Regions from separate parts of the Zea mays genome. Here region 1 is linked to region 2. A link is a contact called in public Hi-C data. All regions are on one chromosome and are shown on one strand. Each heading gives the region's core, a stretch centred on a gene start, on an enhancer-like site or on the middle of the called end of the contact. The rest is flanking DNA. Distances are from core to core; before and after follow the strand shown.

The links. A called contact is a pair of places that touch in the nucleus more often than the background predicts.
Region 1: a contact with region 2 is called in a Hi-C map of leaf, with 7 times the contacts expected there. The contact joins the promoter of LOC100276738 here to the promoter of LOC100284131 in region 2. A contact is called at or near these places in 4 of 25 Hi-C or Micro-C datasets (bundle sheath, ear, leaf and 1 more).

What each region holds. Positions count from the first base shown.
Region 1 is chr9:143,810,474-143,813,569 of Zm-B73-REFERENCE-NAM-5.0, forward strand. LOC100276738 reads right to left here and starts at 1,490. Exons shown (of 6, transcript NM_001371576.1): 1 at 1,317-1,490; 2 at 886-1,183. The coding sequence starts at 1,446.
Region 2 is chr9:143,543,695-143,546,852 of Zm-B73-REFERENCE-NAM-5.0, forward strand. LOC100284131 reads left to right here and starts at 1,261. Exons shown (of 4, transcript NM_001157028.2): 1 at 1,261-1,607; 2 at 1,703-1,854; 3 at 1,958-2,083. The coding sequence starts at 1,450.

The DNA of each region.
Region 1 (3,096 bases), core at 240-2,739, 270 kb after region 2:
TGGAGAAAGATGAATTCGGACTAGGGATGAAAACGGATGGAAACGGACGGAAAAACCACTCTTCCATTTCCGTATCCGCATTTTATCATCGGAAACGGGATCGGGTCCGGAATAGTCGGGAACGGAAACGGGAGCGGGATAAACGGAATTACGAAAACGAACGGAAACAGAAATACTAACGGAAACTCATAATTTAATACAAATAGAAATGTTATTGATGTTTGACTAGTGATTGATTGACAGAACAATAGCATAAAACAAATAAATATAGAGAGGCAACATTCTATTGTTGTTTGGTTGCTAAATATGTACATTTATCTACATTCGATGTTGTTTAATATTTTAGATCACTTGTCATTTGAAAAGAGTCGGTGGTTACAATGACAAATTGTGCTATAATTTGTCACCTAAATACACTAGGATTTAGTTTATATACTAATGCATATTATGATCGTCTCATGTTTGTCAAATACGGAATAAATACGGGTTCTATCCGGAAAAAAAACGGGATCCCGCAAAAAACGGACGGAATAAGTCATCTCTCGTTTCCGTCCCGTTTCCATATTTTTCCGTAAATACGGAAACGGTCGGGTCAAATGTAGAAAACGGTACGGGTCGGGACGAGAATTTTTCCGTCCGTTTTCAACCCTAATTCGGACCACTTTTCAGTCAGCAATAGAGAGGTGAGGTGATACACTGATATAGTATCGCTTTCATTTTTCTTTTCTGACTCGAGCATACTACCACCGTTTTAAAATAAATAAGATTTAAAATTTACTCGAGAAAATAAAATTCCACAAAAACAGAGGAAGAATAATATGGGGATGGATGAGCCACCTCATTCCTTCAAATGACGGAAAGCTGAGTACACGAGCGGTAGCTGACCTTGGGAGACTGCAGTCGTCTAGGTGCCAATCCCAGCGCAGGTAGTCGCTGTCCGGCCTGCCGTTCCTCTGGCAAGAGACCTGCCTGTCGATGAACGGGCATGTTTGGTCCGTGTAAAGCAGCTCCTTGGACCTGTTGTACGCCCAGTACCCCTCCGTCACGCTGCACCGGCTCGGGTCGAACGCTGCCTTCGCCGGCTGCGGCGGCGGCGTTAGCGGCATCTTCCTCGTCGTCGTCCCGGCATGTAGAGACGTCGTCCTCTTGTGCTCCTTCGCTTTCCCCTTCTTCTCCATGATCTCTGAAGATGGGCACATGCGGCACACCGCACACGGAGATCGGTTACCCTAAAGCTAGCATGCGCATTGTGCATGCGTTCTGTGCAGTGGAATGGAGCTCGATCGGTAGGTGCAGCGCTAGAAGCATGCATGTACCAGTGAGTGAGCGGAGGTCGTCGGTGAAGATGACGCCCGCTAGAGCCAGCCCGCCGATGATTGCCACCACCACTGACAGCGGGGCCCGCCCCTTCATCCGCTTCACCGCTGCTATCTGAATCTGAACCATGAAGCTCAGATGCTACGTGGATGCTGGCATGCAGCAATGCTAGCTTGTTGCAGGCTCAAGGTGTGAGACGGCTTATCGATTTATTTGCAGCTGCTCTTTGTTTTCAGTATCGGTGGTGGTAGTGGTTGCGGCGAGCATATAATTAAGGCGGGAATCATAGGACTGCGTTGCGGGGCCATGGTTAGATGCATTTGGCACTTGAAATTAACTGTTTGCTGTACTAGGTCGAGTAGGAGTGAAGCAAGGGCAACGTGTAGGCGTTGCTTTGCGCTGCCTGAGACGACCAACCTGGGCATCTTCCTTCACTTTGCATTGTCAAAAGGTATATGTAGGCTTATATATAGGCCATGGTCCAGGTTCCATGTCATCGAGAAGAAATTGGTGCTAGCTGCTCGCTAAAGGTAGACACTGTTCCAACTGATTGTGTGTTCCACTCTTCCATCAGAAACAGCCCTTTTGGCGGTCTTCTGGTTCTAGGTGTGTGTCTGTCCTTTTACTGTGTGCAGCAGCATCATTATTCAGTGGGGAATGCTGCGAAAGCTGCGGCTCAGCTCACCAAATCATGCACTCTGGTCTGGAGCAGAGTTGGGCCGATCCTTCTTATCATTGTTCGACTTGATACAGAACGGCAAATGGTACTGCCCGTATTTTGGTAGCATCTGCCTGTCTAGGTCTAGTCAGGCAGGAACAAGACACTGATGCAGTGTTTGGTTCTATACATAAGGTGTTAAATATTGCCATACTTGACTAAGGTCAGGTGTGTAAATATTCAGAGGGCAGGTGAAGCGTCTTACCCTGTTAGGGGCCGCGTGCGTGTTTATATAGGCGCCCGGTGTGCAAGGCTATACAACAGATATACTTGAATAACAACCTTCATCTATTCCTAAGCAAGCATATCTAGCCAATAAAGTAGCGGTAGGTTGTTACTCGAGTACAGGATATACATGGATATAGAATACATTGCATATCTATTCTAATAGCCTCCCTCAATCATAACCGTTTTAGGTTGAGATTGACTTTGAAGTTTTCCAGTAGTCTGACCGATAATGCTTTGGTGAAGCCATCTGCGACTTGATCTTGGGAGGAGACAAAATCTATTTCTAATAACTTTTGTAAAACTCTCTCTCTTACAAAATGATAATCCACCTCAATATGCTTGGTTCTAGCATGAAAGACAGGATTAGCTGATAAATATTTTGCTCCCAGGTTATCACACCAAAGTTTAGCTATTCTCGGACTGTTAATATTTAGCTCTTTAAGTAAGATTTGTACCCACATAATTTCAGCTGTTGCATTGGCAATAGCCTTATATTCTGACTCAGTGCTGGATCTAGACACTGTGGGTTGTTTGCAAGCACTCCAAGAAATGAGATTTGAACCTAGAAACACTGCAAAGCCTCCCGTTGATTTTCTGTCATCAATACTACCAGCCCAGTCTGCATCCGAAAAGGCACTTACCAAGGTTGAGGGTGACTTATGTATATGCAGCCCTAACTTTGTGCATTGTTTGATATATCTGAGAATTCTTTTTACTGCAGCCCAGTGAACAGTTGTAGGAGCATGTAGAAACTGACATACCTTATTAACTGAGAAGGCAATGTCAGGCCTAGTGAGAGTTAAATATTGTAGGGCCCCAACTATGCTCCTATA
Region 2 (3,158 bases), core at 11-2,510:
GTAGGCAAGTGTTGTACTTGGCCGAACCACGGGATAAACCACTGCGTCTATCTGTGTTGATTCTCTTATGGTTATTGTGTTTCGCTAAGACTCTTCTCTAGCCACTTAGCATTACTGTGCTAACGCTTAACCAAATTTTTGTGGCATTAAGTTCAAGTTTTACAGGATCACCTATTCACCCCCCCTCTAGGTGCTCTCACATCTCGAATGTTCACATCTAACTCTTCAATTGGTTTTCGAAGTCCAGGATCACCAACAATCTCACTATATATTGATTCCGTATTATTTTGTGCAGTCCCAACATCTAGTGATTCTTGATTGTTTTCATTTTCATCCAAATTAGTCCCAATTTGTACGTTTTGAATGATTTCATTCGATTCTTGATTTGACGCGACTTGATAAAATGATGCAATTGTTCGAACTCTCTTCATATTGTACACTGTAATTGTAACACAAATCACTGTAATTAGACACAAACACAACATGTTTTTCTCGGTGTCAAACAACAAAAACAGACCTGCTTGCTGCGCTAGTCTGCTTGCTTGTTGCGTGACTCGAATCGCTACTTGCTGGCAGCTACTTGCAGGGCTGCAGGCCGCTCTTGCTTTGCTTTGCTTGCCTGATTGCCTCCTTGGCTGCTTGCTTGCCCAGCCAGCCGGTGGTCGGTCCCTGCGCGGCTGCGCAGCGGCGCAGCGCTGCTTGCTTGCAGCTTGCTCGCTCGGCCGCTCGCTGCTCGGGCACGCGCGCGCTGCTCCTGCTTAGCTAGCGGCTGCGTTGCCTGGGCCGCTGCGCGCCTGGCTGCTTGCTTGCCGGCGACCGGCGTGCTGCTAGCTGCTTCTGCTCGGTTCGAAACAGCACCAGACAGCAGCCACACTGCCGCCCGCAAGGCCCCAAGCTTCAAAGTCCTAAACCCTAAACCAAATTAGTTGGGCTGGGCTGTTACATAATTATTCGGCCCAAGAGTAGGGCCTGGGCCCTAGTGGCCACAGGCCTGAATCCGCCCCTGCCAAAGCGGCATTCTGGCTGGCCTATGTGCCGATTTTGACAAAAGTCATGAATTATGGCGCCGAGCTCGGCCACGTCAGTCTGTCGTCGTCAACGATGCAAGCACCTCGGCACAAAGATCTGTGATGCGAGCCGTGTTACGTCGTCGCCGGTCATAGCCCGTGGCAAAAACAAATGGTTTAAAAATGAGATTAAGTCATTTAAGGATCTAAATATGAATATTTTTCAAAAACAATTAAAATAAAAAAAATCGGTCTTTTGGTGTTGCTCTAACCCTTTCGGCTGCGCTGCGCACGTCCCCTCCCACGAGAAACACCCCACGTCTCAAGCTGCCCCTTTCTCACCGCCGCGGCCGCCACGCGCAGCAGCAACCGAGCAGGAGCGCAGCCAGCAAGCTCAGGCCCGAGCCCTACTGCAACCGCCGCTGCTACCGCACTGAACACCATGGCCGACCCGGCGGAGCACCGTCCAGCGGAGGAGGACGAGGAAGCCGCGGCGGCCGGCGAGGATGAGGACACCGGCGCTCAGGTCGCGCCCATCGTGAAGCTGGAGGAGGTCGCCGTTACCACCGGAGAGGAGGACGAGGACGTACTTGTCGACATGTGATGCATCCTCGGCCGCTTCGATTCTCCCCACCCCAACCCCGATCCGATTCGGCTAGGTTTTGTTGATCATCTGACGTGTGGCGGTTATGCAGGAAGGCGAAGCTCTACCGGTTCGACAAGGAGGCGAACCAGTGGAAAGAACGTGGCACAGGCACTGTGAAGCTGCTTAAGCACAAGGAGACCGCCAAGGTCCGCCTCGTCATGCGTCAGGCGAAGACGCTTAAGATCTGTGCTAACCATCTTGGTAATCACTGTGTTTTTGTGTGATTTTCGTTGGCGGTTTCGATCTGCCTGGATAGGTTTTGACACTGGACTGTATTGCTTATCCCCTTCCTCCGAACGCACAGTGGTGGCGACGACTAAGATGCAGGAGCACGCAGGGAGCGACAAGTCGTGCGTGTGGCACGCGCTGGACTTCGCCGACGGTGAGCTCAAGGAGGAGATGTTTGCTATCCGTTTTGGATCTGTCGAGAGTGAGCACCCATAACATATCCTACTTCTTTATCCCTCCTTTGCATCTGTTCATAACTAGCAGCTTGTACTGTCATAATATTTGGTACCTCTGTTGATTGAACCGGTTATTGTTGTTTTGATCGATCACTGGCAGTGGCGGACCCAGAAATTGACTAAGACCCGGGCCGGCCGAAGCGATCATAAACTTTAATAGTAACATATAAAAAAAATTGTACGGCGAAACAATGTTGTCATAGATGTTAAAGATAATATACAAGTTATGATGTAGCTCTTTCCAAATGTATCATGTCAACATTAACATCATCGCTTCTTACTCCAGAACCTTAAAGGAAATCATATTAAAAACACAACTTGAAGGAAATCATACGATGGTTAAGCCATTCGTCTCCTGTCTTATTACACAACTCAATTTTAATGATATTCATAGATGAGAAAGCTCTCTCCACAGAGTCTCAATCTCAAACTTAATTTCTAGCCATGTGATCTTGTTTATTTGGTCGTAACTTTTTGATCTTTTATTTGGTGATTATGGTATTAGATGGTTGTATGGAATATCTTGTTTCGTACTCTCTCTGATCTTTTTTTATTTGACGTTTGCCGGGTCAAATAAAAGAAAATGGAGGTAGTAGTTTCTAAGCCCTGTGGCTTGTAATTTTTTTGCCTCTTCGGTTTAGAACCATTTGCTAGCTTGGGAATTTTTTTGCTTATCCTAGCTCGATGATTTGGTCTCTAGTCTCTCTCTCTCTATCCATCTCTCTAGACTAGCAGGAGCCTAGCATGTGCTGTCCGAGGCCTTGCTACTAGCCTAGTATGTAAATCTACATGACACATGTAGGTGATCGTAGCCTGCTCTTGCTTGCATGTGTGTTATCCTGTGCTTGCGAAGCTTGCACTGTGCCGGATAGATATACATACATATAATTATGACTCAACGAGGCCAGAGATCAGACCGGCAGAGGCTAGAGGACAGAGCTCTTCTAAAAAAAATTTGGGCCTGCGCCCCGGGCCGTGGCCCAGGCGGCCATGGGCCTGGGTCCGCCCCATTCACTGGCCTATGAATTATGTGATAAGCTA